2 separate regions of the Zea mays genome follow, and region 2 is linked to region 1. The links are chromatin contacts, called in public Hi-C maps. All regions are on one chromosome and are shown on one strand. The core of a region is the stretch at or near the end of the contact, and the rest is flanking DNA. Distances in the headings are between cores, read along the strand shown.

The links. A called contact is a pair of places that touch in the nucleus more often than the background predicts.
Region 2: a Hi-C map of endosperm shows a contact between it and region 1, with 2.1 times the contacts expected there. The contact joins the promoter of LOC100285609 here to the promoter of LOC100280807 in region 1. A contact is called at or near these places in 4 of 25 Hi-C or Micro-C datasets (ear, endosperm, leaf and 1 more).

What each region holds. Positions count from the first base shown.
Region 1 is chr3:209,812,433-209,819,148 of Zm-B73-REFERENCE-NAM-5.0, forward strand. It overlaps LOC100280807 (vesicle transport v-SNARE 13), which reads right to left and starts at 5,112. Exons shown (of 5, transcript NM_001153727.1): 1 at 4,872-5,112; 2 at 4,712-4,770; 3 at 4,279-4,467; 4 at 2,118-2,288. The coding sequence starts at 4,965.
Region 2 is chr3:209,968,727-209,974,934 of Zm-B73-REFERENCE-NAM-5.0, forward strand. It overlaps LOC100285609 (RNA polymerase II transcriptional coactivator KELP), which reads left to right and starts at 2,264. Exons shown (of 4, transcript NM_001367223.1): 1 at 2,264-2,435; 2 at 2,544-2,684; 3 at 2,782-2,887; 4 at 4,448-4,639. The coding sequence starts at 2,352. The coding sequence ends at 4,539. It also overlaps the pseudogene LOC103651275.

The DNA of each region.
Region 1 (6,716 bases), core at 3,862-6,361:
AGCCCGTTTTTTTACGGTTCATCATTCAAACATGATAGCTGACCATTGTTTTCAGATCGTCCGACTAATCGCGATTAGTCGGGCTGATCGGTACTCAGTGTGAATAAGGGGGTTCGATTCGATCAGGTGATCTGATCGTCCATATCGTCTGACTAGTTGGCGATATGTAGCGATTAGTCGTCTGGCTAGCGATCAATCGCGTTAATTACTCAGGGTCAATAGTCCAACAGTGTTTGACTGGTCCATAATTAATAGAGCTAGCCACCCCCCCAGATCCCCATGCCTCTTCGTCTTCCCTGGAATCCCTGCAGGCGTTACCTGTACCCTGAACTCTAGAGGCCAGGAGCCCAGGACGACTACTTTTCTACAGGATTGGTGGCTCCTTTCCCTATCCCTTCTTCACCGTTCTCTCTCCCTCCAACACCCTTCTCTCTACACCGGCTGCTCGGACACACAGGGTCTGGAGATGAGCAAGTCGTCTGAAGTCTCCCAATCTTCATTGTTCGGTTCAGACTTCAGTTCAGAGTTTCAGACTTCAGTTGTATGATGATCTCATATAGGTGTTGCCTTCTTGGTCATGGTCTAGTAAGTTGTAGAATTGCAGTTTCATAGTTTCATATAGACTTGTTGCTGGAGATGTAGTACTGTTTTGGACTATTCAAGTATTCATACTGCTGTTTTGGACTATATATACTGCTGCCTTGTCTATACTTGTGCTTGTCCTGAGCAAGTCTCTATACAATATAAGTATATATCTATATATAGTGTTATATATGTCTATATGTCCTGGAAATACATAGGACGATCAGGGTGACGATTAGGGTCGATCAGGGGCGACCGAGCGACTAATTGCCCTGATCGTCGCCTAATCGCGACTAATCGTCTGATCACCCAGTGGCATCGATCAGACGATCAAGTGATCTGAAAACAATGTAGCTGACAGTAAAAATAAAAGATCCAGTGGGACCCACATGACATCCCTAACATCATTTTCTCTAAGATGTCCATGATGGCCAGCCACATGCCCACATCGGCAATCAGAGTGGCACAACTAAGACCCAAATATGCAGGTCAATATTTCAAAGATCTAGATGACACTGTCAAACAAGTTTGGGGCAGTGCCCACTGGTCTAGTTTACTCTTTAGATTACCTACTGAACTCATTACAGCTGCAGAAGTATAATTCTCATATTCAATTTCAACCAGGAACGGGTGACATGTGTTGCATGCACCTTTTTTTTACTAAGGGCCTTTTCCCTTTTTAACACAATCATCAATCCTTTGCACTAAAATTCCATAGCCATCCATATACTAAAGTCATCACGTAATGCAGAACAAATGCATGCTCACCCTCACAAAATGCACTATAAAAGTATAATTCCTACAACTGTTCAATAAAATACAACACAAGTCTAAACTTCCTGAAGTGCAATATAATCTTTAACTTTTTGCAATTAAATATAATCTTTAATGTGTGCACAGAAGCACAAGACAATCTGAATTCCTGAAGAAGTGCAATCTAATTTTTGCTCCAATTGATGTAGCAAAACAATATTAACTATCCATATGGAGTCATGAGATAATTACTTTGGTCATAAATGGAAAAAAAAAACTAAACTGGAAAGTCCAAAAACAGAATGATGATGAGTTATTTGAGAGAGAGGTTTGGAGATTGTATCCCAAAACATCTAACAGTATATTAGAAGAACAGCTTTCTAAAACACGCAGAAACGATGCACATCATTATACTAAGGAGAAAAAGGGTCCACCAACAGAACATAAAACCAGCAAACAAATTAAGGAACATAAAACATAAAGGAAAAAAGAAACACACGCAACAACAATAGTACAAATCACTAAGATTTCAACAGTGAACCACAGAAAAAGAAACCAGTGAATAACTAACATTCAATTTTGATAAAAAAATGTTCTGCATAAAACAAAATCCAAGCTGAAATTGCTATGAATAAAACCAAGACAGAGCACGGACAATTAACTATTAGTGCTGTTATAGAGGTTCTGTTAGCAAGAATTATTGCAGCTTTGCAACCTGAAAAAATCAGAAAACCAGAAATTAAATCTATATAATAGGTAGAGCTGTTAAGACAGGTACATACAGTAGTATGAGCATGTAGTAGTGACTGTCGCTGTTGGTGAAGATCCTGAAGAATTGACACACCAAGCTCTTCTGTCTCCAACATAGTTCTTCGGCTCTCTTTAATTCTGTCAGTTGACTGATTCAGTCTTTCAGTTGTCATCATCAATCTCCCCCTCTGATCAGTAGACACCTGAGCCATGGGAGAGCACCCCAAGTATGACATGAGTAAAAATACTGTAAGAAACCTGAGAAAAAACCAGCATAACGAAAATAAATGCAACAGGAATGCAGAGGTAGAAATCCTATGTACACAGACATTGATGAATAAGAAATATAGGCAATCCAATCAGTTCTACTAGATATTAAACAACATTCCAAAACAACTAATGAACTTATAGTTCCTTGAGTTCAGCTGGTGCCAGAACTATTGCATTACTTGAGGAACATTTCTTATATAAATAGATTTACTTTTTTCAGACTACAAACGTATCCATATCACTATATAATCCAACCAAATCATCCATACTTAACACGCCATCAAATCCACCAAACAAATTGTATGTAGACATAACACATCATCAAAACCAACGGTTCAGATCGCTGGATAACCTCTCTCCCTTACTCAAATCCAATGGATAATATTATTTGGATTGTCTCTCATCCCTCATCCCTCCTCCTCCCCCGCAACCCCGCCGCCTCCCCTTCCCCCTCCCCCTGCGTCCCCGTTGTCCCCTCCCCTAACTCGCGTCGTCACCATCAACCCCTACTCTTGAGACGCCGCCGTCAACCTCTTTCCTCCCCTCCCCGGAATCGTAGAGTTAACACGGGCTATATGCTAGTGTTCGGGAGATAGAATAGAAAACTCATCCATCACATGTAAATTCCTTTCTATAGATGTAATGGTTTTGTCTTATTTAGTGACGGACAGAGAATTACAGAGATTTAGGATGAGAGAAAGGATTTCTTGCTTCTATCATGCCTACCACTGTTTTCATTCATCCAGTAGCAATATGAACACAAACGTGGTAAGGGAAAACCTATGCTACCAGCATCATAAAACATAAGTGAAGCACAGTTAGTTAAGGTACAATATGAAGAATCTGAAACAAAATTTTAAAATATAGTATATCACGACTGAAAAGGTGAAACTATCTGATGTATCCATCAATGTTTAAATATAGGCCACTCCATGGCATCCAAATGAACTAGCTCTCTAATTTTGCAAAAGTTGAGTGGCATGGCATATATACAATTAATCGTTGAATATATAACACATATTTCCTATAGAACAAAAGTTGTAATCATGCCAGCTAAGCATGTAATGAAAGCCATTGATTAAATCTTGATGGTCAGATATGCATGACAGAGAAGTGAGAACATATATAAACATGCTGGCAGGATCCTGCCACAGATCCATTACTGCTAAAACTTGGATATCCAAAAAATGAAAGGTCAAAAATATAATGCAGTAATCCATCTGGATTTAACAACATGCACATGTAAACCATTCATTGATGATTAATCGAATTCCTAGTTTATATGTCCCATAGTTACAATGACGCACAATGTTGCAAGAAAAATGCAAGTAAATAACAAACAATACAGACATTTAATCTAATTAAAATATAGCACATCAATCATTTAGACTATATAACTAATATTATGGACACCTATGTAGGAATCATAATAAATACCAAAGGAAAAAAGAAAGAAATCATTTCAATGCAAACCTAATCACCTAATATGAAATACTACATTCACATTAAAAGTACAACCACAGATATTTATCAGTTATTTCTAGCTAACAGATTGGACCTATGACGCTTAGGCTGTCTGCAGTGATCACCACGCGCCCTCCCCCTCCCCTCGCCTGTTGCTGTTTAGCGTGAAGGAATCGCTGCAACGCTCTCCCCTAAACCCTCCTCAACACGCTACTGTCAAGGGGAGAGTACAGGGACACGCCACATTCAGCGGAACACTGTACCGGCCCCTTTCCTTGTTTTATGTGCACGACATGGTTAGTCAGTTGGGAAAAAATGTGAGAATAGATGGTGAATATATATGGAAAAAAATATTTTATGGTTATTGTAGGGTATAGGGGGAGAATTAGCCTTACGTGTTGAAGCATCAAGCATAGCTCAACACTTTGAATACACAGCAAGGTCCTATATTAAGCTCACCGCGAGAGTATCAGCCATTCCAGACTCCAGGAGCTCCTCCCGGGTAGCCTGCCTAGCATTGGGCGCTGAGATCCTCTTAAGCTCACTCTTGACGTTGTTGAGGTCAGATTTATACTCCCTCAGCTTTGCAAGCAAACCAGCCTTAATGCTAGGCTGTAGGTTCCTTGCCTCCAGGTCCATCTTACGAATCTGCAGACACATAAAACGAAAACACAAAATTACTCTCCCACAACCCCGAAATGAAGAGCAGGCACATAAACATCTCATAACTCCCTCGGAACACCAAAACTGCACCAAGGGAAACGAAAAATCCCATATATCTACTTTTCTACCCACTCCGCAGATCAATTGAGTAGAAACGAAGGCGTCAATGCCTTATATCCAGTTACCCAAGGGGGTCCCCAAAACAGAATACGTTGCGGCATCCAATTACCAGCGATTCAGCTTCCTCAACGCCGGATTGGATCTCGGACAGCTTCTGCTTCTTCTTCTCTGCGGATAGGACCACTGAATCAGACCAAAGCAATCAACGAAGCAGGTGTTCCCCGACGGAATCGCAAAGGAGGAATCATATTAAACAGAATCTTGCTTACCCCCATCGAGGGCGGAGGCAGCGGTGCACTTGCGGGAGAGCGAGGCGGAGGCCTCGCAGTACTGCCGCTCGTAGCCCTCGAACACCTCGCTCATGGCTGCTTGCCCGCGACTCGCGTAGATCTCGAATCCCGAGCCTTAATCACCCCAGCGAAAACAACCCGGCAGCGGCGAATTCCCACCGGATCGAGCAGGCGGCGGAGGCGAATTCGACGGACGCGGGAGGGGGTAGCTACGTCTTTGTTGATCCGGTCAGGATTGCCGAGGCCGATACAAAGGAGATGTTTCTTTCTGCGTGGTAGGCCCGGGAGGTGAGTTGTTGCCGTGGGAAGCAAGCGGCCGACGGTACTTGCGGCTGCGGGGACCCGAAACAAACCTAGCTGAATCCAGACCCGAAACAATCCCAGCTGAACCCGGCCCATTTTCCCACCGTTTAAACATTACAGGATGGTGCATTTGAAAACTTAAATCCCCTTCGCTTTGTTTTGAGTTCACAGAATGTAACGTAAATAGTAATGTTAATGATTAACATTTAAATACCGATGGTGACAAGTTTGAATAAGTCGATATTCATTTCTAGTGTGGTATTGATTACGATTAGACTTAAACAAATATATTTTAACGTTATGAGTTACTCATTACGTTACCAATACGTGAACCAAACGACACCTAATATTTACTTCAATCCACATATATTGAGGTGAGTTAGGGTATATGGTGCAAGTCAAACTAATTTACACCATAACCCATCTCAATACATGTGGATTGGAGCTAATACTAAAGTACTCAAACAAAGTCTTAGGTCATCTTCGGTTCTACCCTAATTCATATGAATTGAAAGAGATTGAGGATGTTTCAATCCCTAGTATGTCAAAATCTCTTTCAATACATATCAATCCCTCAATCTATATGAATTAGAAATAACTGAATAAACCCTCGGAATTATCTATGTTTGAGTGAAAAAATGAGATATTTTCTCACTCAAACACCGGAAATCTCGGAGGGGGTTTAGTTCCGAAACTAGTCCTTAGATTTTGTTTGGGTACTCTAGTATTAACCCAACACGTGTATTGAGATGGATTGAGGTGTAAATTAGTTTAACTTACATCCCAACCCACCTCAATACATGTGGATTGGGATTAATACTAGAATACCCAAACAAAGCCTTAGGTGGTTGTTTTGTTTGAATAATATCTAAATGGTAGGTGATCAACTATTCACCATTTAATGGCTAAGATGACACTGATATTAGGATTTGTTTGGTTGATTAGATAATGATGAATTTTATATCCTCTATGAACGAATACATTAGTCTAAAAATAGTGTTTTATTGGTGGCATGAGTGGATGTATTAAAGGTCTGATTGGTTTCAGGCAGCCTCTGCGCCTGATTTGTACGAGTCTGCAACGATTGAGACGCTAATGTTTGGCTTCTCCACACATGCAGGCTAACAAGTGTAAAAAAGCTTTGCCTGTAGCCGTGCGGACAGGCTCTTGCAATGCTGTGCAGCCAACTAAACAAAGACACAAACACGGTCAGCACATACCGCAGCAATGGTCGCCAGGGCTGGTTAACCAATCACGCGGTAATTCGATGTCTCATGGTCTCGACTAAATAGTGTTTGGTTTATTGCATTGGCGGCCGGACGCAATAACCATGTTTCTACGTGATGCAATAATCTTGAAAATGTTTGGTTTTCTATCTGAGTAGGTATGAGTGAGAACTCTTCGCTGAAGAACGATGCATGGGCCACCACAGGATGCAGTGCGTCCATCTAGCCAAGATAGCTAGTAAACCTCATTTTAAACGTACTAGACAAGTCAATGAAGATATATTTTTACATCCAC
Region 2 (6,208 bases), core at 1,014-3,513, 150 kb after region 1:
TAGCACAAACTGTATGCCAGAGCAACCTTAAGGCCATATTACACCATTATGTGTAAAATGTTCGTTTTCTCGAACCACGCAGGAGAGTAGCATGTCATTTCATTAAGAAAATTATGTGTAGAATGTGACCTAAATAACCAGTATTTTAGTACTGTTTCAGGGTGTAAAGTCATGCACGAGTGTTTTGTATGCATATTGGTTAATGTCTATTAGAAACCACACCACATGATTATGAGTTATGACTACAGATTTTTTTCCAGCTATTTGCACTATGGGTTGCTTGCTGCTAGAGCAGAGGTCTTAAAATCTGGCAATGGCAATGGTTACAACAACTGTATGTTAGAAGGATATCAAGGTATGGTTGTTCATTTCTGCTTTATTTTTTCCTATCATGTATTTCCTTTTTGTGTGTTATAGTCATGAATCAGCTCCCTGCCAATGAAGTTGATTTACACTTATTTCTAATACTAAAATGACGGCGCTGAACTTTGTTAAGTTTCTTCAATATTCTGTGCACCAAACAGATAATTTCGTATTGTGTAATAAAGTCAGGTGGATGTTTCCCTTCATTTTGTTTTATATCTAACTATTGTTATCATTCTTTGAGATAAGAACTAAGTCTATGATTAAGATATTGTTATAGTGCTGATTATGATTGTACTCATATATACATAACAAATACATACACAGATAAGAGATTATGAGCCCTGTTGGATTTACAATTGAACTTTCTACATGCCATGCTTTGTGGGCCTGCTTTGTGACATAACTCATCTATTGATCTTTTACTGAGAGCACATACTTGTATTGGGTTTGTGGGTGTAGGGCAATATAAATATGGCTCTGAAACATTTGAAGCCTCAGCTTCACCTTCTGGTGCAAGTTATTCAAAATGCAAGAATGATGTTGTGAAATCTCTTAAAGTGGATGAAGCATGTACCCACCTGAAATGTTCTTTTGGTGGCATTTGGAATGGTGGCGGTGGTGCTGGACAGAAAAAACTTTTTGTGGCATCGTTTTTCTTTGACATGGCTGATGAGGTAAGGTGTGCCAAAGCTTATGCTCATGCATGTGTTGGTGGTTTTAGCTGAATGTGTATCTTCACACAACCTTCAGCTTTTAGTGAATCTTATTTCATTACAATTGAAATGTCTGTTCTGTGCATAATTTCATCCTTAATCAGGTGCCATTGCCTTTTTGCACTTTGTGTGACAGGAAAATGGAAGTCATGCGACTAAGAGGGGCACGTACGACGAGAACCTGGTGAACGGACAGATTGCGCAGCAATTGACAGGGACTCATCTGGTTGCCATCTTTCTGTGAGCTCTTGATGTTGAACCTCTACGAGTCATGCACGCAACATGTTTCATACTGTTGTTAGTCTTGGTCATGGGCTCATTGCACTTGATGGGCTATGTTGTCCTTTCAGAAACATCAGTTATCTGGTATGACTTAGGTTACAATAGGCATGTGTTATGTCTTGTAGTTTGGACGCTGAACATTTTTCCCTCCTAATGCAAATTACACAAAGCCCTTGAATCTTCACTAAGTTTCTTCACGTTCTTTTTGTTTGTTTTCTGCAATCATACCATGACTTTAGCATACAGATCCATCACCTCTTTAATCCCAAAGGTTCGACAAAGAACATTGTTCTTATGAGCAGGAATCGTATCTGCTGAATGCTCGAGCTCTGGGGATGGATCATGGATGGCTACGAGGAGGCCGCGATTGAGGATGGCTCCCAATGTTTTCTAATCGGTTGATCGTTTCTAATTGACACAGAGGCGATCAACTGATTAGATCGATTCTTACTTCACAACTGATGTCTTCGATGGTGATAAATACCAGGATTGTATTGGTGACATTATTGCGCAACTTTGGAGTCAGTTCATTCTATTTGAGTCAGTGTATTTATAATGATATTACATATTTATATCGTCAAAATAATATTAGTGTTAATGTGATTTGTTGGCACACGAATTTTGCATATCACAGTGATGTTTGTTATCCCGTATCTATATGTTTTACACTAATTTTTAATTCTCGTGGCAACGCGCGGGTACATACCTAGTAAACAATGAAAACCGAAAAAAGGACTAGTAAACGATGAAAACCGAAAAAAGGAAGAAGGGGAAAATGCTATATTGGGTGGAGTTCTGGCTAACAGAAGCCCAAAAAGACGACACGAAAGCCCAACAAACCAAATTGGATGGGCCGGCCTAACATTCACAGCGCTCGTTCCCCCCAAATCCTCGTTGTCGTCGCAGAGTCCAGGTGCGTCAGCCAGGAGTCAGGACTCTCAACTCCGGCGAAGGGAGCAGAACCGTTTGTGGCAGTTGGGCGGCGTCGGCATGGACGAGGCTACGAAGAAGGTGGAGGCTACGGTGCTGGAGATCCCGCGAGGGTCTGATATGGAGTCCGTAACGGAGAACAAGGTACGCACCGCCGCCGCTGACCGCCTCGGCATCGACCTCTCCGTCTCCAACCGCAAGCTCTTCGTCCGCGGCGTCGTTGATGAATACCTACTTTCACTCTCCTCGCAGGAGGAGGCGAAGGCGGCGGAGGAGGGCGACGCTGGCAGGGAGAGCAAGGACAAGGAACGGAAGGAAGATGAGGAGGAGGATGAAGGTAAGGGTGGCGGGAAGAGAGAGTACGGCGACCAAGGGGACCTTATCCTGTGCCGCGTGAGTTCCTTCTCTCGTACCTTCTCTCTCGCTCTTGTTCGATCGATTCGGATGTTGTGCTAGGGTTTTGTGGCGTGATGTGGGTTTGTGCGTGCAGCTGTCGAGCAAGAGGAGGGTGACTCTGTCGGAGTTCAAGGGCAGGTCGCTGGTGTCCATCCGAGAGTTCTACGTGAAGGACGGCAAGGAGATGCCCTCCGCCAAAGGTGACTCCACCATGGATTACTGCTCGGATGTTGATGTGATGTCCACCTGAATGGACTTTAATCTGCAATGTCAGCTAGATATTGCCCCACCTTTTTAACCTTTTATACACTCATGGAACAAAGAATGACTCAGTTTTCCTGAAACTGAATTTACCAATTTGTTCCAGAACTTAGAACTGATAATGACGCGGGCTTGTTTTTCCAGTGTTATCTGTCTGCCATTTACCTGTGGCTATTATTTTAGATTTTCGAAAAAAAAACTGTGCCTACCATGTGTACATTGGGGGGGGGGGGGGGGGGGGGGGCTTATTTATTTAATTATATAGAACCACTGCCACAATTTGGTTTTGGTTTGTCACTGTTTAGGGTACATTTCATTCTCCTGCAGTAGCAATACCTTGATTCTGTTATGTTATCTGTGATTTATTCATACCAAGTTCTTTTTAGGCTATGTCAGTCCTCTATTTGCATGCATCTTCGAAAGGTTTTTACCACAGTTATGAAGTTATTTTGCCACTAGTGTCTAGCTGTACTGTTTCAATTGGTGTGCAAGAAAACTGTCAGTATTGGGGTTTAATGGCTTTTGTTGGTTATGTGAATAAGTTCAACTTGATCATTTTAATGCAACATTAGGTTCAGCTTACTTCCATTGAATAAACACTCCTGCCTACTGAGAAATTTGGTTTGGTTTAAAGAAAAATCTGAGGAAATCATTTCTGCAGGCGAGCTGATCTGCAAAAGCACATTTCCACCGTATTCAAATCAGATACACACAGGGGCGGATCTACACCCCGGGCCACCCGGTACGTGGCCCCGGGTATGATCCAATTAACTCCATATAAGTAGCTATTCGATCTAGTTGAAAATAGTTAATACAAAAAGAAGAGAAGAAAATTTAGTAGTCCTGGCCCGGGGCATGAGAGAATTCTAGATCCACCCCTGGATACACTATAATATTCGTTCGCAAGCCAGTTGCCAGTCAATAACTATTATATTTAACTGCTCTAGAATATTCGGTTCAAAAACTAGTTGACATTTCTCTCTTCTTTCATGGTACAACCTGTGTTCTTCCTTTGTTATCTGTTGGTGAAAATGCAAGTGAAATCGATTCAGTTCTCTATTTCCTAAAAGAAAATTTAATTCACTCTTATCTGTGTGGCATTGTGTTCAAGAGCAAAACAATTATAAACCAGTTGTCATCCCTTATGGCATACTACTTGTGATGTCAGAGTCTGGTTATTGTTTCGCATGAGTTACTCCCTCGTGTTCCTATTATTCTAATGGACCAGGATTGAGAAACCTCCTATGCGAGCTCAAACTTTTGTAGGTGTTCATCAGTTTCTATATTTCTGTGTCTAGCATGGCTATAATGCATGTTTCTAAAGGAATTAAGACTTATCAGCTGTTTGTTTGTTAATATCAGCTTACCTAAACTTATGTGCTTACTGGTGCCAATGTTTTGGATTTCTGTGATCTCTTTGTTTTATGTTGTGGTGTGCTGCTTTTCGTGTGTCATTGTTGGTACCATTTTCTTCTCTACTAACATTTATCCTAGTGCAGGTATTAGTATGACAATGGAGCAGTGGGAAGCATTTTGCAATGCTGCACCTGCGATAGAGGATGCCATCAAAAAGCTTGAAGATTCAGACTGAGAACTTGTTTTAGGAGCCTCTTCTTTTGGCAGGGAGCTGGACGTGATGCACAATATATATATCGCTGTAGCAAGGCTGTCTGAATTACAAACGACTTTGGTGATGTTCCAGCGGCCGCACATGGGCTTTATGGGGTGTATGGCTCCTCGGCTCTACGTTTTTTAGCCATGTTCTACGAAGCTCTACTCCATAAAAAAGTCAGGTCACCTGACAGCTCCACGCAATTCTATAACATAAAAAAAAAAGGTGAGATCACCTAATAACTCCAAACAACTTCATTCCGTACAAAAAAAAGTAAAATGTGAGGGGAGAAAACGGCAGCTGAAGCAGTGCTGCTTTTAAGAGCATTGAAGTTTGGAACGACTTATATCCCTAAATAAATTCATCATAAAAAGATATTTATTTAAGGATCTAATGCTACTATAAATAATAATGTTGTCTTTTATATATTTAGTCAAAGATAAAAAAAACAGTTGATTTCTCAAAGGCCAGAATGTTAACTATTTTAAGACAGTAAGTATGTCTCCATCTATCTCTGTTGAGTCACACGCCTAACTAACATAATAGCCTCACGTGGGTTGCATTAATATTCAACCGAATGTCTCATCTCATGTCGCAAGTCGCAACCACAAGAGGTATATGATGTTTCGTCAGCAGTGGCATTGACCAGCTAGTTTTCTCAGGGGCCGTACGTACTACAAGTTTATTTAGCTCTAAGCAATCTTTTTTTTATTCTTTTTCCAGAAAAAAAAAGGCGGTTTGCATCTAGGAAGATGCGTGAGTAGACGTGCGAACAACTACGATCATTTATGGTGTGTTTGGTTTGTGGAGTCACTCTATGCTTCATGAGATGATGCATCATAAGTTCATTCTATCAATTTTGGTGGAATCAACCCACTCCTCATGTATATACTAATTATTAGCTTATAAGGAATATGGTGGTGATGGATCAACCCATTCTATTCCACAAACCAAATAAAAAAGTGAGGAGTGAGAAGAAGATGGATCACTTCACTCCTCAAACCAAACACACTATTACCAACTCTAGTAAAACGTTTTGCGGCAGGGAGAGCAGAGCTCGCTGCTACCTGCTGCCTGGAAGCCGCTGCTATCCAGGCGAAACGCACCAGTGTGTCTAGGGTCTCTAGCCTCGAATCATCTTTTTACCCCTTTGATTTGAACTGCTTCCTTGACCACAACACCTTATCAGAGGAAACAAACAAAAGGCCATCAATTAGTCGCGTACGAATCTACAGGGAATCGCGGTACTAATTCGCCCTGGGGCGTCTCATTGCACTGTTGCTTCACGTGAGATCCATGTAGTACTAGCTTCCTCTTTCGCCAAAAGCCGGGAGGGATAGTAAACATATAGATAGCTAGCTTCATGATATCTATGGCATCATTATTGCATTCGAGATATTGAGCCTGTGTGTATGACCGGACACTGGGACCGTTTTTTTTTCGCCTTGATTTGAACTGCCTCCTTTGACCACAATAGATGATTGTCGAGAAGGAAAGAAACAAACATCCACCCATCGATTACTTGCTTACGCATCGGCCATCACTACCAGCAATCTTGATGTCAAGCTAGTTACGCTAGCAAAGTACTAATAAAATACCGGGCTTTGGGGGGGTTTGTTTTGCATAAACAAAAAGATCACACAAAATT